Linked DNA regions of Zea mays: region 1 is linked to region 2. Evidence: chromatin contacts called from public Hi-C data. All regions are on one chromosome and are shown on one strand. Each heading gives the region's core, a stretch centred on a gene start, on an enhancer-like site or on the middle of the called end of the contact. The rest is flanking DNA. Distances are from core to core; before and after follow the strand shown.

What was found. A called contact is a pair of places that touch in the nucleus more often than the background predicts.
Region 1: a contact with region 2 is called in a Hi-C map of leaf, with 7 times the contacts expected there. The contact joins the enhancer-like site here to the promoter of LOC103632687 in region 2. A contact is called at or near these places in 4 of 25 Hi-C or Micro-C datasets (ear, leaf, root tip and 1 more).

Annotation. Positions count from the first base shown.
Region 1 is chr3:190,566,280-190,571,353 of Zm-B73-REFERENCE-NAM-5.0, forward strand. No RefSeq gene overlaps it. Among protein-coding and RNA genes, the nearest start is that of LOC103632695, 12 kb to the right of the region's middle. Within about 2 kb of position 3,527, at least 16 of the 20 cell types and tissues checked have an H3K27ac peak or open chromatin away from gene starts, as enhancers often do. A contact at or near this core is called in ear, leaf, root tip and 1 more, where this site is marked.
Region 2 is chr3:190,533,075-190,538,802 of Zm-B73-REFERENCE-NAM-5.0, forward strand. LOC103632687 (A-agglutinin anchorage subunit) reads right to left here and starts at 1,871. Exons shown (of 5, transcript XM_020550431.1): 1 at 1,499-1,871; 2 at 1,327-1,418; 3 at 1-2. The coding sequence starts at 1,373.

The sequences.
Region 1 (5,074 bases), core at 2,277-4,776, 35 kb after region 2:
GTTACTGTAGAGCATGCATTGCGGCGGCAGACGTCACATGCGTCAGGTAGCAGTAATGCAGTAGTCCGTCCCTGCGTCCGTCCGTCCTACTCATCTTGTTGGTGTCAAGGCCGTCAGGCAGGCGCATATCTGCAGCAATCAACCGAGCCGATGGCCCTTCCATGGTCTCATCTGCATTCGTCCGTGTCATCGTTCATCGACTGGCCGGGTAACAGGCCGCAGACACAGGTTCCAGTTCTCCAAGCATGCGATTTTCCTTGGAAGCCATGCGATTCTCCAGCACACATTGTTCAGGGAATTCACCCGCAATGCGCTTTGATCGAAGTACTGGACGAATAAAGGTAACCTCAGGAAGTTGCAGGCAGGCAGTGGTGTTTCTGCTTAACTGTCTTGGCTGATTCTGATACAGACAAACGAGTGCCACAAAACAAGGGCAAGAGTTGGAAGGCATGGACTTGATTTGGAACAGGATTTTGGGCCCTGTCCGCCAAGTCCATCTAAAGCCTCGCAGTACTACCGATGCCGGAACAGGAGGATCTGGGCCGGATTTGTAGCAGCGCCTCTGTCAACATGTTTTTTGTTTGGGAAATTTGGATCCATACCATTAAGATCACCACTTTGGATCCATACCATTACTATCTCACTTACATGTGGGTCCACATGAGTCAATGACATATGAGGTCCATGGTATATATCTAAAGTTTGGATCTTTTAATGGTATAGATCCAATTGTTCCTTTTTGTTTTGGTTTCCCTTTTGACGGACGGCATGTTACTGTCAGCTTCGCACGAGAAAGTCCTGCGCCCCTTGCCGTTTAGTCCAAGCGCCTGAAAAACCTGGGCTGCTAAATTCTCCACCGAAAGCCACCGTTCCCTTTGCTCAACCATGTTCTTTTCTCCTCTTTTCTGTGTGAAGTGTGAACTGCTGCTGCCCTTACTTGATTCCGTTTGTTGAGCTGAGGATTGCCTCCCACTGCTGCGTTGCGTGCGCTACATCAGAGCATCAGATAACGCAGAGAACATCGCCATCGACAGACGACAGACCCACCGGTGCCGTGAAACGAAAGCTGGAAAGTGAGTGTGCCACAAGCCTCTCCCTTACTCCTTGCTTTCGATTCCCAAATGAAATTATCACCTTGCGATGGGATTGATCATTAATCTGCCTCTCTGTCTGTCTGACGCGCGGCGAGACCCTACTTGAGGCGCCGTCGGCGAGAAGCTCTGTGGACCGTCTGCAGTTGCAGTGCGGTCAACACGCGTGCTCAGCTCCTTGTGGGCGAGTCTGAAGCGATGCAAAAGCAGCTAGGGTTCTCCGCTGATCCTTCTTTCCTCATCCGGTGGATTAGTCCGGGCGTGTTGGACTGTTGGGTCGCCCGGACCAATCGGGGGGCGCTGCCGTGGGCGCTCCCTGGACCTTGGCTGATGAAAACGGAATCCTCAGCTCGTGCAGCAACAGCGCATCGTCCGTTTAATAATGTATAAGCATGCTTTACTTTTCCCTCGAAGATTTTGAAGCAGCTAACCAAACCCCTTGTTGACCGTACGTACGTCGTCTAGAACTAGAAGCGGCGGCAGGGCACACACACGTACGCAGCAGCTTCGGAGCTGACCCTGGCTAGGTCTGACCGTCTCAGCACGTCCCCTACTACCGCACGTGCACCAGCTGGTACATAATCCGCCTGATTGGATGCCTCATGCCTGTGTCCGCACGTGCAGGCTCGGGTGACCCTTCCTGATCGTACACAACAATTTTCTGCGTATCATAATGCAACCAAATAACTATAAAGTGATTTGTTTTACATCTGTTCATATAGCCTGCGTTTTACGTTTCGTCGTGTATAAGCAACCAAACAGAAACTTATAAAGATGGTGATCCAAAACAAGAGAGAGAATGTTTAGCGGTTGTGCCTGAATCCTACCGTTGAAACCAGTGTCCCACAGGCCACAGTACTAGTATTTGTTTATTTGTTACTGAATACATATGGCATCGCTGACTTTGCTCGCCCGATGAGGCGCTGATCCTGACAGACAGCAGGCTTAATATTTGCTGGGGTGGCCAATCAGCCGCTTTGCGACCAAATCTTATAAGATTAAGCGACCACTTGTGTACGTAATTGTACTGCGCGTTGCACTTGCACCTTGCATTGGCAGCGAGATCGCATATGCAGCTTGCACTTTAGATAATATTATAGTAAGTATCAAGGACGAACGACGTGACACTAGATTGATGGACAAGATGGCTAGTGGTACCCTTGCTTTCGAACTGAGCAATGCATTAGAGGACATTTACCATACCGCGACCGCGGTACTATGTGAGAACAGTAGAAACAAGGCAGGTAAATGGCATAAGCTAGTTTGGCGTAGAGAAATTTTAAAGAAAAACAAAAGGAACGACGTCAACAACAGGAACTCGTATTCTATTTCGCCACTCTTCATATGTAAATTCAACGACAAAAGGTATTGGCACAATGACATATATATTAAGCGTACTGATCGAGTATATACAAAGCTAGAAATGTCCCAAGACTTCGTTCATCTCCTGCCAACCAAACGCTTGCACAGCATCCTCCGCCTGCCTAGCTAGTCGGTTCCGCTCGTGGACGATCAGGCGGCCATGTATTGTACTGGAAACTTTGCTGAACGGGAAAAAAACGCTGAATTATGTGAACTTCTCGACAATTTTCTGGAAACTAGTTTATTTTTTACTTTGTAAAATGAAAAATCCTCTAGGAAGATGGAGTCGCCAAACTAGCCCTAAATTGTTGAACCACAAACAGCACCGTTTTTTTTCCCATGGGATTATGTACGTGTTGCGCAGTAGTACGTCCGCCGTACACCAGGCGTCGTCAGATATGTACAAGCCTCTAGATTGCAGTCAACGCGCGTGCTCATTGACGAGTCTGAAATCTGAAGCAACAAGAACTACTAGTAGTAGAGAACAAGCAAAAAATGGTTGCGGTTGCGGTTATCCATTAATCCTTCCCTTCGTTTCCTCCCCCAAAAGGAAGGTGGATTAGTCAGGGCTTAGCTTGTTGGTTGTACGCACCGCGTCGCACTTGCAATCAGAGACGGTGCCGTGGCCTAGATATATCATATATATGGGCAGGTGAAGATCTGGAATCACCACCTCATCGGCGTCCTAGCTGCGTGCGTTCAGATCAAAAGCAAGCGGCTGGAGGCCACGCACCTACTTTCTCTGCGCACCGTGTGCTGTGCAGAGAAAACCTTTAGGTCGACTTGAGTGAGTCGTCGTTGTTTTTTCTCCCCCTCTCGCCCTCTCTCTGTCAAATCGCCGATTGAATGGTTCCAACAAGAAAGAAGCAACAGGCTACGGTTTTGGAGCGCGTTTAGCTAGCATTTCAGTTTGTCACAGAAGATCAACTAGAACGAAATCGACATATAGGTAGGTACGGTGTAGGACGAGATCAACTAGAAGCCCCGTACATGCTCAGTGCTCTAGCCTCAGCCCTCAGCTGTGCGTCAAAGGACAGACAAGACGCCGACAGCCTCAGTCCTCAGCTGTGCGTCACTGTGCTGTCACACTGTTCCTAAATCCTCCAGCCTTGATGTCAGGGGGCTCAAGGCTTCCTATATCAGCAAGTGGTCCGCGAAGATTCGCCAGTTTCCCCGTGGAAGTGTCGCTATCTTGGACCGATCAGCTGCGCCGTACCAACGGAGAGAAACACGGCTTGCCGATACGGTTCAACAGTGTCGCCGACTTTCTGGTGGTTCTGTACGTGTCACGCTCGCTCAACCTAGGCGAAAACCTCAGCAATGTCAATGCTGACTTGACAAAGCATGAACAGCCGAAACGGTCAAAACGTCTAAATACATAATAAAAAATGCATCTAGAAAAACAAAAGTTAAAATTATATTATAATTAAGAATAAACGAAGTATTTCAGTATTTGATTTCTCTCTGCAAGTAAATTGAACAGTAAATGCTATTGTATACAATAGTCGTAGTAAAGGTGTGTTTGGTTCGGCTATAGAATTTTGAAATCTTGATCCTAACTCTAAGCTGTGGGGAAGTTGCTGTGGGTGGACGGTTGTGAGAAAAATGAAAGATGATTAGTTGAAACAAAGCTAAGGTATGATTCTAGCGGTAATTTGTTTTTGGTACTAACTATGTTCTACTAAGTGCCAGTGAACTTCTCAAAACGAGAGAAATTTAATTGGAGAAGTTTGGCTAAGGGTAGTCAAACTTGCACCAGCCTCCGATACACCAGACTGTCCGGTGCCAGGCTAGCGCACCCGGTGAACAGGTCGCTCTTGGGAAAATGGAGGACACCACTACTATAATTCACCGGACTATCCGGTGTGCCAGTCGCGCGCCTAGCCAACGGTCGACCGCGCGCTCAGCGGGCGCCACGTGTGCTCAGCCAACGCCCAACCACTACAAGAAACTGATAAATATTCATGGGTAAAAGTAAGAACGTGGGTACCGACGTTCTTACTTGAGTTAAGTTCATGTGTTATGTTAAGAACATGGATACCGACGTTCTTAAGTTAAGTTCGTGGGCCCTGGCTAAAACCGTCAAACTTAACGAGTTAGGAACGTGGGTACCCACGTTTTTAAGTTAAGTTCGTCGGGCATGTGGACACCGTCGAACTTAATCCTGAAAACCTAAATCCAAATCCCACGCGCGGCTCTCTCTCTCACCTGTCTCATTCTCGCCCACACGCTTCTCTCTCTCACCAGCGCCAGGTCGCGCAGCCGCCCCGGCTCGCCACCCCAGCGGGCCGCGCCCCGCACCACCGCCCCAGCTCGGCACCGACCGCCCCGGCTCGCCGCCGCCGCTCCACCGCCCTGGCTCACCACCCCCAGCAGGCCGCGCCACCGCCCAGCTCGGCCTCGGCGCCGCCACACCACAGCACAGCCCAAGCTTGGCCTCGGCACCGCACCACAGCCCAAGCTCGGCCTCGGCGCCGCCACCGCCCAGCTCGGCCTAGGCTCGACGCCCCGCTGCCCAAGCTCGGCCTCGATCGGCTCGCCAGCACCGCCGCGCCACTGCCCAAGCTCAGCCTCGGCTCGCCAGCACCACCTCGTCGGTCTCCGCGAAGGTATAAGGTCTT
Region 2 (5,728 bases), core at 621-3,120:
GCCTGAGGAAAGCATTACAGATGTTAGATAAGATCAGGACAAGATATGTAGTCAATTTTGCACACATGCCACATGATCCCGCACATCAAATATCAGAAATATTTTGACAAATGATCAGGTTCAAGCACAAATGGAAGTCAACTCCTACGTCTTGACTAGCAAGGCAACAAGCCAACAACACAGCAATCCATGAAAACAGCATTGAAATCAACATTGTTGTAACTAGATGTTTATCTTGCCTTGTTATTTAGATTTTTAGAAGTTTTTTTTTTGGCAAACACGCATGAGAATTGTCGATCATTGTATCAGGATAAGCAAATATGATTCAGTTACAAGCCGTCATACAGCATACATTAGTCTATGTTGCACATAAGCCATGGAAAAAGTTGAGACTACGACCAAGAAAGAACATCAAGCTAGCAAAGTGTCTAACACTATTGACCCTGCCAACTGCCACAAGCCAACCTCATCAGTAAGCTACCACAGAACAGTGTTCACCCGTGGCTTCAGCCCATTATCACTGTAGTGTTTCCTAATACCGGTGAGGCTATCATACTAAATAAAGGAAATCGAAATGGTTGGATGGTTGCATGAAAGCAGTAAATATTTGTGTTGAAACAATAAGTCGAAGTCGGCCCATAAATATGATTGGCGTACCTTCGGAGGTTCAGAGTTATATGGGTAAAGTGTTTCACTAATAGGACTAGTATGGGAACTCCATTTTCCAAGGGATTTCTATTTTCCCAAGGAAAAATGAACTAAATTCCCTTGGTAAAATGGAAATCCCTTGGAAAAATGGGGTTCCCAAACTCGCCCTTAAACAACATTAGAGTCGCCCTGATGTGAGATGAGTGAAGACGTTCTGAAATAGGAATTGCCGTTTATTTTTTTTGTTTGATTATTTCCCTATGTACGTAATATCCAGATATTTGCTATTCATGGACGGAGCCCACATATACAGCCATCAAGTTGCAGGCTTCTCTCTGCTATCAGCACAACTGACTCTGCAGCTAATGCAAACAAGGTCCCTACCAGGCTACCAGGCAGGCCAACCATGTCCAATGCCCACAAGCAACCGCAACCATTACTCCCGGAAACCCCGAACATGATTTGGGCAAAACCCCTAAAGGAAACAAGTACAATCAGTACAAATTAGTCCTGGAGGGACCAAGCAAACTCTCGAGACTGTTTGAGAACACCACATTGCCAGACATTTTCGCAAAGTTCAGAGCAACTATTGAAATGATTAACCAATGCATGCAGCGCTACACCGTGCCCAAATTAGGAAATCAGATCGCCACAAGACGAGAGTAATCATTCAATTACCAGTCATAGTCGTTCTTCCCGATCTCCGTGTTCAGCAAGTCCTCCATCTCAACCCCCGCCGCAGAGCAACAATCACTAAATCAATCCCGCAACTGCAAAAGGGTTAAAAAAAATGAAACCACCAGTTTCGTAAACTGAAGCGCAAACGGTATAACCCAGCGGTTCCTGTTACCGTCTAGTACTCGGGCCGTCGGGCGATTGGGCGATAGAGGATCCGTCGGAGCGGCCGCCGGAGACGGCCCGGGACCTGAGGGAGTTGAATGCTCGAATAGGCGGAAGCGGAGTGGTTGGCCTCAGGCCCTCAGCCCACGCGCCGCACCGACGAGAAACTGCGCGTGTGCGCGGGACTGAGACCGCAGACGAAGGGGCGACTGCGACGGGAGACGGGACAGGGACGGATGCGTGTGCTTTGCTCCGCGGTTTAACACATACCCTTCCTTTTTTTCCCCCTCTCGAGTCTTCTCTTTCATCCGTTTCATTTTTCGAACCGTAAGCGCATTGGACCTGGTGATTAGTTTTTATCACATGTGGTCCGGTAAACGCCTGATCTCAGTTGTCAGTAGTTTTGATTTGTGTTATACCTCCATCGACAGAGAATGTAAATCTCTCGCATCTCAACGTAATTATGTAAGGGTCTTTCTAGTTTGGTGATCATTTACCGAATTTCGCATCTCTGTTTATTAGTGGCAAGACGATCTTATATACCATATCTCCAACTTGAAATAACTTAATCTTAACTTTTTTTGTTGTAAGCTCTGGCAATTATGATATTATCTTTCTCGATCTCTCCTAAAGCTACCAATCTTTTTGACAATTATGATATTATCTTTCTCGATCTCTTCTAAAGCTATCAATCTTTTGTCGGCTATTTCATTAATATTATCTATCATCAAATTATGATAGTCCCCGACAGTTAAGATCGTTCTGTCTGGCAAACCTAACAACATTTAGTCTTATCTCCACAACAAGATAGCCTCCTGTGTTGAATAATTAGACAAATTCCAATCTAAATTCCGAATATAAATCATGACCAAATCAGAAGAACTGAAATAAAAGCCAAATCAGATGATGCGTACTGATTAGACTTACTGATTGTTGGCGCGCGCCAGGATCAGCTGAGTCGACGATGTCAGAAGATCACGAGCAGTCGCGTGAAGACGCTTCCCAAAAACCTTATTCGCCCTCTCCTGGTGCAGGATCTAGATGACGAAGGGTTCCGGAGACCTGCTCTCCTGATCGCAGATGCACCTCTGCGGTCGGGACGAAGGGAACTAAAAGGCGGCTCAGCTATGAAGAGAGGCGAAAGCTAACTGGGATCTGGGATGATTTGGAGGCTGGCTGCCGGGCTCCTTTTATAGGGCCGAGTCCGCGACCCCCGTGCTTATCCACCCACGAAAATCTCGCAATCAGTTGAGATTTTGTAGCGATCGGTTAGGATAAGCGTAACAGCCAAGAAACTAAAAAATCAAACGGCAAAAGGTAGCCGCGCCCCCGCAAGGCGAGGGGCCGGATTTCGGCGGACCATTCACGCGCATGTCGTGCGCCCGCGCCCTTCGCCCCGCCCTGCCCCGGCCCGGCCCGGCCAGGCCAGGCGAGGCGAGCGAGCGCGCGCGCGCGTGTGGCTCTCCACACTCTCTCCTCTCATCCATGACTTGGTGAGTGAGTGTGGCTTCCATATTTAAGTTAGCTCTACTCCACAAGAGCTAGCAATATGGTGCTATTGGTTCCACCTATCCCTTTGCCATCCACTTATATGGGCTTTTGAGATTTTTCTGGGATTTATTTGAATAACTTAATTGGGCCAAGCCCATAAATCCTAACAATCCCCCACCAGATCTCAAATGCCCATCTGCAGTTTTCGCCACTGTTCACTACTGTTTAATATACTAGTTTTTCAGCAGAGACTGTTAAGTTGAACTTCCGCCTAGAACTCCAAGTTACACCAACCCACAACTTGGACAATGGACTATGCCTTGAATTGCAAGTTTTGCGTGGATGGGTTTCACTTGAAGTCATGACCAGTACTTGGCTACCAGTAGTCCCCTTCTCGGGTGGAGCATATACGTCGTACTCCAAGGTCTCTTCATGAGTTTACTAGAGATCACCCAGATCTCATAGACTGCGACGTTAGACAGTCTAACTCATATAGGTGTGTTCTTTCAAGAATGTTCTGCAGGACAACATCTTCGCTAATACAAGCCAACAGAACACATTAAGGCACAAAGCCAACCTGCCTTACAGCATTTGAGAGTATTGCATCTTTACTTAGAGAGGGTCAAAAGTTACTCTCCTCAGTTCACCAATGGCTTGTTCTTCCCAGGACCTAATTCACGGGATCTCCGATCACATAGACTGGGTTTCCACCATGGCAACTTTATTCGGGTCTCATACCCATCTCTCTCGATGCGATTTCTATCACATTACGTGGTAGTCCCTTGGTAAAAGGATCTGCCAGATTTTTATCTGTTGAAATATAAGTCACACTTATAACTCCGGAGTTTCTCAACTTTCTGACAGACTTCAATCGTCTTTTGACATGTCTTGATGACTTTCCATTATCCTTAGAACTCGTCACTTTAGCAATCACTGTCTGATTGTCACAGTTCATAAGGATAGCTGGTATTGGTTTCTCAACCACCGGCAAGTCCATCAAGAGTTCACGCAACCATTCTGCCTCAACGGTTGCTGTGTCAAGTGCAGCTAGCTCGGCTTCCATGGTTGACCTCGTCAAAATGGTCTGCTTGCATGACCTCCATGATACCGCACCTCCACCAATAGTAAAGACATAACCACTGGTGGCATAAAGCTCGTCTGCATCAGATATCCAGTTCGAATCACTATATCCTTCAAGTACTGCATGCTGACCAGAATAGTGAATCCCATAACTCATTGTACCTTGCAGGTAGCGCATAACCCGCTCAAGTGCATGCCAATGATCAGTCCCGGGGTTTGACATGAACCTACTCAATTTGCTCACAGCAAACGAGATATCGGGCCTTGTTGCACCAGCAAGATACATGAGTGAACCGACAATCTGAGAGTATCTCAATTGGTCTAAACCAATTCTCTTGTTCTTTCGCAGTGTCACACTGGGATCATAAGGTGTTGGAGAAGGTTTGCACTCAGAGAAGCCAAATCGCTTCAAAACCTTTTCAACATAGTGAGATTGCGAGAGAGTAATCCCACCATCTGCCTTAATCAGCTTGATGTTTAGAATCATATCAAAACTCTTTGATAGAAAAGACTTGACTTCATTGATCACATCAATGTTTGTGCCAAATATCAATATATCATCAACATATAAGCACAATATAACTCCTTCGGCCCCACCACAGCGATAATATACACACCTGTCTGCCTCATTAATGGCAAAGCCTGCAGACGTTAGAGTAGTGTCAAACTTCTCATGCCACTGTTTTGGTGCTTGCTTCAGACCATACAAAGATTTCAATAACTTGCACACCTTGCTTTCTTGACCCTTTACTACAAATCCATCAGGCTGTTCCATATAGATTTCCTCGTCCAGTTCTCCATTAAGAAAAGCTGTCTTTACATCCATCTGATGAACAAGGAGACCATACGAGGCAGCCAAAGAAAGTAGTACTCGAATAGTGGTCATTCTAGCAACAGGTGAGTAAGTATCAAAGAAGTCTTCTCCTTCTTTCTGAGTATAGCCTTTAGCCACAAGCCTAGCCTTGTACTTTTCAATTGTACCATCAGGCTTGAGCTTCTTTTTAAACACCCACTTACAACCCACGGGTTTGCATCCATAGGGTCGATCAGTGACTTCCCACGTACCATTTGAAAGAATGGAGTCCATCTCATTATGAACTGCTTCTTTCCAATCATCTGCATCTGGAGATGCAAATGCTTCTGCAATGGTAGTAGGAGTATCGTCCACAAGGTACACAATGAAATCATTACCAAAGGATTTTTCAACCCTTTGTCTCTTGCTCCTTTTAGGAGCATCATTGTCATCCTCCTCTAGGACAATTTCATGTGGCTGTTCAAAACTCTCAATAGGTGTATTATGTTCAGGAATTATCTCAGAAGAGTATCTAGAATTGCTATGAATGTCTTTCATTGGAAATATATGCTCAAAGAAAGTAGCATCACGTGATTCCATAATAGTATCAACATACACATCAGGAACTTCAGATTTAACTACTAAAAATCTATAAGCTATGCTACACGAAGCATATCCAAGAAAGACACAATCCACTGTCCTTGGACCAAGCTTGCGCTTTTTATTAATTGGTACATTGACTTTCGCCATGCACCCCCAAGTGCGCAAGTATGAAAGTGATGGTTTTCTCCCAACCCACTTCTCATAAGGGGTTTTCTCTTCTTTGCCCATAGGAATTCTATTCAGAACATGACATGAAGTCAGGACTGCCTCCCC